2 separate regions of the Mus musculus genome follow, and region 2 is linked to region 1. Evidence: chromatin contacts called from public HiChIP or PLAC-seq data. All regions are on one chromosome and are shown on one strand. The core of a region is the stretch at or near the end of the contact, and the rest is flanking DNA. Distances in the headings are between cores, read along the strand shown. Region 1 holds the start of Npas3 (neuronal PAS domain protein 3). Region 2 has its middle 9.8 kb from the start of Gm46328.

Evidence for each region. HiChIP or PLAC-seq counts read pairs in DNA pulled down with a chosen protein or histone mark.
Region 2: an H3K4me3 HiChIP or PLAC-seq map of embryonic forebrain shows a contact between it and region 1, with 4 times the contacts expected there. The contact joins the enhancer-like site here to the promoter of Npas3 in region 1. A contact is called at or near these places in 2 of 39 promoter capture datasets (embryonic stem cells and hippocampal neurons) and 3 of 115 datasets of contacts at active chromatin or transcription factors (astrocytes, embryonic forebrain and embryonic stem cells).

What each region holds. Positions count from the first base shown.
Region 1 is chr12:53,245,402-53,250,020 of GRCm38.p6, reverse strand. It overlaps Npas3 (neuronal PAS domain protein 3), which reads right to left and starts at 1,589. Exons shown (of 12, transcript NM_001370962.1): 1 at 1,274-1,589. The coding sequence starts at 1,431.
Region 2 is chr12:54,407,510-54,412,482 of GRCm38.p6, reverse strand. No RefSeq gene overlaps it. Among named protein-coding and RNA genes, the nearest start is that of Gm46328, 9.8 kb to the right of the region's middle. Within about 2 kb of position 2,167, at least 9 of the 459 cell types and tissues checked have an H3K27ac peak or open chromatin away from gene starts, as enhancers often do. A contact at or near this core is called in embryonic forebrain, where this site is marked.

The DNA of each region.
Region 1 (4,619 bases), core at 340-2,839:
TTTTAAAACTTTTGACAATAAGCAGAGCATGTAATGAAGTCTTCTACAGAATATTTGCAATTACATGAACTTGGAAAATACTGTGTTAGGCAAAATCTGGTCACTGGGCCATTGGTTAGAAGGCACAAAACATAGCAATGACAGATTACTGTAACCTTTGCAGTTTAAATACTATTGTTTCAAACCAAAGGCTCTCAAATCAATGAAGTTTCAAAGATGAGGTAAAATGGGAATTTGAATTATGCATTATGTATATTTTAAGTTAAATGCCATTGGCAAATCTCTCAGATGTTTAATCGTGTACAATCTGGGAAACACAAATATTTAATTTCACACTCTCATGTGCTTTTTTTTCTTCCATCTACCATAAAATTGAGCCTCATGAATAGAGAGTTTACCTTTTTGATTATATTGTTAGTTTTTCTCATAGCGATTTTGTGAATCCCATTTTCAATAAAATCTTAGAACATCGAAAGTTATCCTTAAAGGGAAAACTTTAGGGTTAGAAAGCTGTTGATGGTAAATTTCTCTTTATTTCCTTCCTCAATCAAAGGTTGCTCAGTGTTTTAATGACAATTATTTTGAATCTAGAGACTATCTTTAGAAAACTAAAAACAATTTCTATATTAAAACTTCCCTTTCACCACCAAGCCTAACTTTTGTAAAATTTGCTTCCTAACTTGGATCTCGGAATCCCATCCATTTGCATCATAATGCGTTTAAGATAGTTAACAGCGCCTAAGAGATTCGGATTTCACGTTGTATTCCCTGTAGTAACAGGTGACAGGATCTCACACTATTAGGTAGAAACGCAAGTCTATCTCTGCACATGAAAATCGTCTCTGTCCTATTTGGAAACAAATGATCAATCAGCCTCCGATGATCAATTGCTCCCCTGGCTGTCCGTCAGCGCGGATTCGCACCCGCGGAGGCATTGAGAACATTTTGCTGAAAGGGGGCAGGAAGCCCAAACTTTGCAAAAGCATCTCCTGCAGCGTCTCAGACTTGACTGGAACTCTCTGGCTACTCGGGGCTGAGGCTCAACGTTCGGGGCCTGGCAGAGGGCAAAGGATGACTTCACTTCGCCAGTGCACTAGAGTGCTTTTCAATTCGGATTGTGTATCCCCCCCCCCCTCCTTCTATAGCACAGGGGCAGGCAAAGTAAGCCCTGACGAGGTGCATGTGTGTTGTAAGGCACAAAACAAGAGCAAAGTGAGTCCCACCCCAGTACCCGAGACGGGGGCACTATCCCAGCTCGGACGGGACTACTCACCGCTGCTGGTAGGAGGTGATGCCCTGGACGTTCTGCGGGGTGCCGTTGGCCGCGGCGCCGGCCCTCCCCATGCCCGCACCGGCCGGTACCCCAGCGGCTGCCCCGCCGGCCGCCGCGGCCGTCACCTGCACGCTGAAATCCGGAAAGATTCGGATCATCGCCGCGGCTTGGAGCCCCAGGCGCGGCTGCTCTGGGCTCGGGCTGGCGGGGGCTCGGGCTCGGGTTCGGGCGGCGGCGGCAGCAGCGGCGCGAGCGGCGGCAGCAGCGGAGCCAGGCACCAGCCTGCAATCCCATTAGTGAGCCGCGGCCACTGTGCGCGGCGGAGAGGCGCTTTGATGTGCGCGCAGCGGGCTGAGGTGGGGGGGGGTGGCGAGGAGGAGGTGCGGGGGGTGTGCGAGGGACTTGCAAACAGCAAAACGTGTCAGGGTGGGGCCTTTTCTCCCTTTTGGGGGGCACTGTTGCTCCCCCCTCTTTCCAGGATGTTGCTTTCACTGGCTGCTCCAGCAGCGCCGCGCGAGCCCAGCTGAGAGGAGGAGGGGGTGAAGGAGGAAGGATGCACCGGGAGGCTTGGCGAGCGCTTGGCCGGTGCAAGGGAATAACGAGCAGTGGAGGGTGCGTTTTCCCTCCCTCTTCTACACACACACACACACACACACACACACACACACACACACACACCGCGCACTTCCGACCCAAAGTGCAAGATTGTGGTGCGCTCTTTCTCCTCCTTTCTCTGGAGAAATAACCACCATCCGGGCTGGCTTCAGCCTTCCGAGGCTGCCAGAAACCAGGATCCCAGCCCGCGGGTGTAGGAATGGGGCGTCAGAGCCTCCCGTTTCAGCCTGGACCCCTCTTTGACACTATTCTCCACATTAAGCAGAGCGAATGTGACCAAGCGCAAGTTGGGTTCCTGGAGAACTTGATAGTTATCTAGGAGAGGTGGTTTGCAAAGGCGACGGAGTGCGGGGCGGGGGGTTGGCGCTTTTGTACAATGGAGAGTTTGGGTCGCTTAAAAGAAAGGGCTCTTCCCGCTCCTGGTGAGCGGAAGAGTTGGTCTTGGGAAACTTGTGAGGTGGGGTCTCAGCTAGATCTTAGTTTGCGCTATGATCCATCTCTTAACGCCCCCCTTTGACCGAGGAAACGAATAAATTAGTAGCCACAATTGAAAAGAACTCTGCGAATTCCAAACACCAAGGAAACAAAAAGAGAAAACACGTGCATTTATTTCCTCGCGCCTTCCTGTTACTTCACATTGTGACGCCTGCCTTTCATTAGGGGGTGAAGAGAGATCCTTACAGTTTGGATGCGCCTTTTTAGTGAGACTTGCACTGGGTTTCACTGAGCTAGGGTTGGGGGAGTGGGAGTTGATTGTTTCCCTCCATCCCTCCCCAGGACCCGGGTTGCCCACTTTTCCCCCTGTCTTCTGGCTGGTGAGCAGGAGCAGAGATGCGAGAAGCAGGCGGATGCAGCCCTTGAGGGACACAGAGCTCTGCTAATGTCCCACACTCAAAGCCCCTGCCCAGCTTAGCGGCTGCTGCTGCTGCTGCTGCTACTCCTGCAACTGCTGCTGCTACTGCTGCGGCTGGGTGGTGGTGGGGAGTGGTGGTTTCCCATTCTGGTACCCTCTTCCCATCTGGCACTCAGGGCCTGGGCACTGCAGCTGAAGGGCTAGGGCAGTCGCTGTACCCTCCAAACAAGCCCAAGTTAACTGTGACCTCCACGCCGCCGTGACCCAGGGCCAATCGCGCTTCTCCCGGTCAGGCTCCTGCTTAACCCTTTGAGCCTGGGAAACAGTGGGCCACCATGATCCAGTGAGACAGGACCCACTGGCCTGAAGTTGCCGAGGTGTAGAGTGACAGAGGCTCCCAAGCAGGACAACTCCGCACAGGATCTAAGAGCCAGATGCCCGCCCTGCAGCAGCCCCATGCTATCCCTCCCACCCTGATGATTCTGGAAACTAGAGGAGCTGGACAAAGGCGAGTCCTCGCCAGGCCCCATCCCGCTCCTGCCAGGGCAACCTCTGGGCGTCCCCAACCCAAGTGGCTTTCGGGAGGAGCCTCCGAGCCCAGCAGTCACAGGGAGACTGGGAGGGGGGAGCCTTGGCTCTCGCTGGCCGAGCCCACGGCGCAGCTGCGTTTCCATTTTCCTCTCAAAGAAAATGCTTTGGACGGCAGATAATACCAGGAGATATGAAACTGCTTCGTCCCCCACATGTTGCACGTAAAAAGAATCGTAATGAGCATCTGTGGCTTGTGCGAAGGAGCCCACGAGTTAGTTGAAGACCAAAGCAAGGTCCTGACTTCCCGCTTCCGGGTCATTTTCAAGCAGAAGCACTAGACATTCAATGCATCACCTAACTGCTTAGACCCTGGTCGAGCACGCAGTGCGAGGCGGGGCTGGTGGAAACCAGCATCTTAAGGACCCCTACAGGGGGACCTTGGCCCTCACTCAGCCCAAAGTTCTGACCTCCTTGCCTTGTCAACCTTTGGATAAGCTCTGAAAGGATTTCAGATACCAGCCCTTTGCTCTGTGCAGGCTTTCTACTGAGACAGAGACTTCCTACCCATTCTGGAGAGGGCAGGGATGTTTTAGAGCATTTCTACCTGGGTTAAGGCCAGCAATGTTGTAACCAAAGAAAATCCAGCGAAAGACTAAGGAATGAGGTTAAAACTGAATTCCTCAGCAAGCAACGGCTTTCTATATAACAGCATCTGTCTGCGTAGTTGACCCATGGGAGGCACTAGTGCTGACATAGCCACCTGTAGCTAAGCAAACCAGGTTAAGGGAGACTTCCAATGAGTGACTCAGATCTGGGGGGTAGCGGGCACCAGTAGTGCCATGCAATCTTTCTAACTGTACCTGTTTCTAATGTTTCTAACCGAGATGCTGAAGCAGTCTCCATGTACCAAGTAAAACAGGAGAAAAAGAAAAGCCCTCTTTTAAGCAAAGAGAGGAAAGTTTTTCTTTTAATATCTTTCTGCACAATCAACAAGGAGTTATATATTTGTGGACAAACAATACCACCTCTTTGCTTCAGTACCAATTCCATGACTAGGTGAAGCTGGGAGTGTTTTGCTAGCCACTAGTTATTTTGCAGAATAGTTGGCCTGCAAACATGTAAGCTCATTTTCCCTTCCTTTCCTAGAGTTCCCCCCCACCCCCACCTCTGAGAAGCCCAAGGGGCTAAACTATCACAAAAGAACCCATCAGATGTTTAACACTGCATCCTCTGAAAGTCGGTTCAATTGGATGCTACACTGTCAAAGCTGTGAAGTGGGCACATTCAACCTCAGACTACGAAGCTTTCAATTACTCATATTTAGAATTAGTATGACTGCTGCCCTCC
Region 2 (4,973 bases), core at 918-3,417, 1.2 Mb before region 1:
GTTAGGGTAGTAACTAGCCCAAGCCAGGGAGAGGTGTTTACCTGCATTATACCTACTGCCCTCTCAGATGGGTAACCCATGGCCAGACTGATGCTGAAAAGCTACTTGGTCCACAGAGAGTTTAAAACGAGTTTCTAACTCACTTTAAAAAATGTGTTGGGTTTGCTCTTACAGCACAGCCCCTCATCCAGATTGCTGATTGACTGAAAATTGAAACCCCTATTCTTCCAGATTGGGGGGCAGGATCTCCTGCAGATGGGACTTCATGGGACTCAGCTCCCAGAGACTTTGTGATTTTTATCTTGTGATTCGGGGATTGGGGTACTTGGACTCTTCTGTGGTACCTCTAAGGTAGTTGAGATGGGAGGAAGGGGCTGAAGGCTTGGATTCGGGCTCCCGCTCAGCTTGACCTTATTTGTGTGGCCATAACTAAAGCAGAAAGCATCTCCCAGCTTGAGTTTCGAGTTTCACAACCTTTTGCTTGAGCAACCTTCTAGAGAGGTTGTAGGGATTGAGGGAATTAGTAAAAGTGTAAGGGCCACCTATATTGTTTTAGTACTTATGTTTGGAAGTGGTCAAGTGAAGACTCGGAGATGCAGAGCTCTGGTCCTGTGGCATACGTTCCTCAGAATGACTTTGGAATAGGAGTTAGCTTCCATATCCCCGTTTGGTGGGAAAGCTCCAAGGAGTCTTGGGTAACCTTGAGGATTCCTGTGAACATGAGGCAATGAGGTGAATGGAGGCCCTGGAGGAGAGACTGCCTCCTCCTTCCTCTACAATCTCAGCTTCTTGAACCTACAGCTGAACAAGGTGGACATACGCATGTTTATACATCAGAGAAGAATGAGAATTGTAAAGACCCTTTATGGTGGGACACTGTTTTAGAAAGATCAAATGCTGGTCAGCCGGGATTTGGTCAAGCGGACCATGCACATTTTCCTCCTGGAAGAGTTTCATGTGTCTGTTGCTAATTGATGTTGGAACTATGACAGTGTGTTTTGTTTTGTTTTGTTTTGTTTTGTTTTGTTCTGTTCTGTTTTGTTTTGTTTTGTTTTGTTTTGTTTTGTTCTGTTTTGTTTCTTTAAAGATGGCAGTAGCCTGGTTAAGTTCTTTAAAAAGGACACACCTGGGCTGGAGAGATGGCTCAGCCGTTAAGAGCACTGACTGCTCTTCCAGAGGTCCTGAGTTCAATCCCCAGCAACCACATGGTGGCTCACAACCATCTGTAATGGGATCCGATGCACTTTTCTAGTGTGTGTCTGAAGACAGCTGCAGTGTACTCATATATATAAATAAATCTTTTTTTTAAAGGACAAACATGTGGGAAGTATTGCTGGTCAAAAATCTCTTTAGACAACGTTTATTGATTTGTCTTTTGTCCCAGCCCGGTGAGTGGTTATTACAGTGCCGCTCCTAGAAAGTGTCTGCTTGGACAAGTGCTTCCTGCCTGTGTTCAGGGCTAGGATTCTGATTCTCCTTCCCACTCTCCACTCCCGCTCTCCCCCCACCCCAACCTCTCAAACCCTGTCAAACACTGCACTTAAAATGCCATTTTGCCTTTTCATTGTGATTCTTTTACAAGAAGAAATGGCAAAAGCCATATACATGCTGTTCCTAGATGTCAGTCATTTTCTGGGTCGAACTGAAGAGCGACATGATGGCTGAGCCCGGTACATATTTATCCAGCTTCCCAGGCACCGATTCACAATTACACATGCTATGTGCTCAATTAGGTGTTCCTGCTCCATTATTATTATTATTTTTTTAAGTTTTACTTTCTAGAAAAGACCACAAAGAGGGATGCCTGGAAGTGGTAAATCAGTGGCTGTGGGAGGCCAAATAGACTACCTTGCATCCTTAGGAAACGAAAGATGCTGAGAGAAACATATCTCTAGTTTTCACCGGCACAAGCCTTCAGTCATCACTGGGCTCCGTCTCTTTCACAGAGTGATGAAGTCAAACACAGATGGTTCAGTGTGTGAGTCCTGAGGCCCCTCGGAGGCTGCTGGCAGCCTCTTGCTCTAGCTTGTGGTCCCCTTCCTTGTCTTCTCTGCTTATTTCCCCCAGAGACTTGCCTTACAATAAGGAGCAAGGCTTTGCAGGGCAAGTCTCTTGCTGTGACAAAGTTGGAAAAGAATCTGCCCAGCCAGCCGTAGAAATGCTAACGAGCTAAGACAAAGGCTTCACTTTGCTGATGCAGAGGGAACATATTTTTACATCTCTCATAAAGGGAGAGAGTGGGGCGCAGTTGGCTTCCGAGCTGCAAGGCTTCCATCCCTTCTCTGGTCACTGCTGGCAATGATGGGGATGCTTTGCATAAAGGGTGGGGAAACATTTTGTCTAGGTTTGCCCAGCCTCAAGACAAGGTAAGACTTGTACTATTCAGAACAAAGTAGGTGCTGTGCTGTGGCTGGTGCAGTTCTGCTGGGACACCAGTGTCATTAAATTGCTCTTCCCTTCAGAGCAGAGCATAGGTCTCTGGTTTGCTGGGGGATCAGGTGAGAGAAGGCAGCAATAGTAATATGTTTTATTCTCACTTTTCATAGTTTAGGTTTTTATTTTTATTTATTTATTTGGTATTTTGAGACAAGGTTTTTCTGTGGAGCCTTGACTGTCCTAGAATTTGCTCTGTAGACCAGGCTGGCCTTGAACTCATAGAGGTCTGCCTGTCTCTGCTTCCCGAGTGCTGGGATTAAAGGCATGAACCACCACTGCCTGACTCACTGTGGGCTTTTCTGATGTCTGAGAAACATATGTCTTACATTGGAGTGTAGTGCTTCTTGGGGACTCTAGGTGATGACTTATCTGGGGCAAATAGAGGTTCCTAGCTTACAGTCATTGTCCCTGGAAAAGTATTCTTGTGGAATATACTAATGGATTATTAGTTTGATTATATCACATCTAAACAGATTAAAAAGAGATGCTTGAAAACAGGGAACTTGGCCATCAATAGAACAATACAGAAAGAGAAAGCTTCCTTAGACACAGAGCTGGAGGAAGGCAGGGAGGGGCTCAGCAGAAAGGTAGGCTGGGCAGCTGCCTCCTGCAGCTGTAGCTGACAGGCCCCACTGAGCAGTGGGTTTCAGACTTCCATGTCTTAGGGCTGGTGGGCCAGGCTAATTGTGTGAGGTTATTTGGTTAGCATTCCAAATCATGTTCATTAAAACAGCCAGAGATTCGGGGGATGATGGCTCCTGGGCTGAGGGAACAGAAGGCCTAGACCTGCTCTGCTGAAACCTGTCCGTTGGCTCCTCTTGCTCTGAGTGTCAGGGTGCCATCAGCGCAGCCATCGACCCAGCCTTCTGCTCACTGGAGTCAATTCCACATTTGGACTTAGTGAGAGGAAGAGACAGAGGCGCCAAGGCTAATTCCCAGGAGGCCATGTCATAGCTGGTGGACAGGAAGAAGAATGTTTTGTGGGCCACTATGTCTCCTGACACCCATTGTGTGGGAGTGGAGGAGGGAAGTTTTGGTGTTGTCGAGAAAGTCCTTTGCCTCTTCTAGACACACTGACAGAAACACTGATTCAGCATGTTAGCTGAGAAAAGTTTCTAGAAAGGGATCTCATTCATTTCTTCTTTCTTTCATTCAGCAAAATTACATTGGATAGTACTAAAGAGAATGGAGTTAGAATTGGGGCCAGAAGATTATGAATAGGTCTTCAATTTGTGCCCTTGGCCAGAAACTGGGAATGTCCTTGGTTTTGTCCTGGCCATAGGCCAGAGATGGAAATAATACTCTATTTTTTGGTGTGACTTTTTATTTTTTAAATTTTATTTATTTTATGTATATGAGCCCAGTGTAGCTGTCCTCAGACACACCAGAAGAGGGCATAGAATTCCACTACAGATGGTCTTGAGCCATGATGTGGATGCTGGGAATTGAACTCAGGACCTCTGGAAGAGTAGTCAGTGCTCTGAACCACTGAGCCATCTCTCCAGCCCTACTGTGATTTCTTGTTAACTTTCTTCTCCTAAACAAGCCTAGAGGCTGGATGTACACAGAGAGGTATTGAGCCAGAGGCTATACACACACAGGGGTACTAATCTGGACTCTATAGTCCATTCTGATGAACATCGTTAGAATTAGATCTCTAGATTTTCATAGTGAAAATGGGATATAACTGTCCTCCAATTTTGGCCCATACCTTAGCTAATTTTAGGGTCTCAACATTTGAGGTTAGACTATTGTAGTAGCCTTGGAAGCCACTGAAGATGAGCTCTTCCCATTGGTCGGCTTGAACCCCACTCCCTTTCCCTGGGAACACTAGAAAAGAAAGCAGAAGCTTTGCCAGGCAGTGGTGGTGCACACCTTTAATCCCAGCACTTGGGAGGCAGAGGCAGGCAGATTTTGGCGTTTGAGGCCAGCCGGGTCTACAGAGTGAGTTCCAGGACAGCCAGGGCTACACAGAGAAACCTTGTCTCAAAAACCAACCAACCAACCAACCAACCAACCAAACAAACAAACAAACAAACAAACAGCAGAAGCTTAGGTCTCCTGGTCAAAAGATGGGATTTACCTCTTGCTTCAGATGGAGATGTGGCATTTTGATCGGTTCCAAAGAGTAATAAATAGTACATGCTATTGTTTCTCCCATAACAATTGGTCCAGCTGAGCCTGTTGATCCTCTGGCCAGGGTCTGCAGCCCCACCGCCAGGAAATTGGAGTCACTTAAAGACACGCTAAGGAGATGGAGGAGATGATTTCCCCCTGAGACAATGCACCTGTCTTTCCCGAAGCCCTGCCACACGTGACCCCTCAGAGAGCTTCCACTGTGCAGCAACATGGAGCCTGCTTGCTTTTCTGAGTTCCCCAGACACGTGGAACTCTTCCTCTTTCTTCTTTTCTCTCTTTTTCTGTTTTAGATACTGACCAAAGCCTGGGCATTCTTTTTCTGACATGTTTGGCAGTCTCTTTTGGTCTCTGAAACTCCCTCTCACTCTTTGTTTTTCCATTCTGTGGCTGTCCATCAC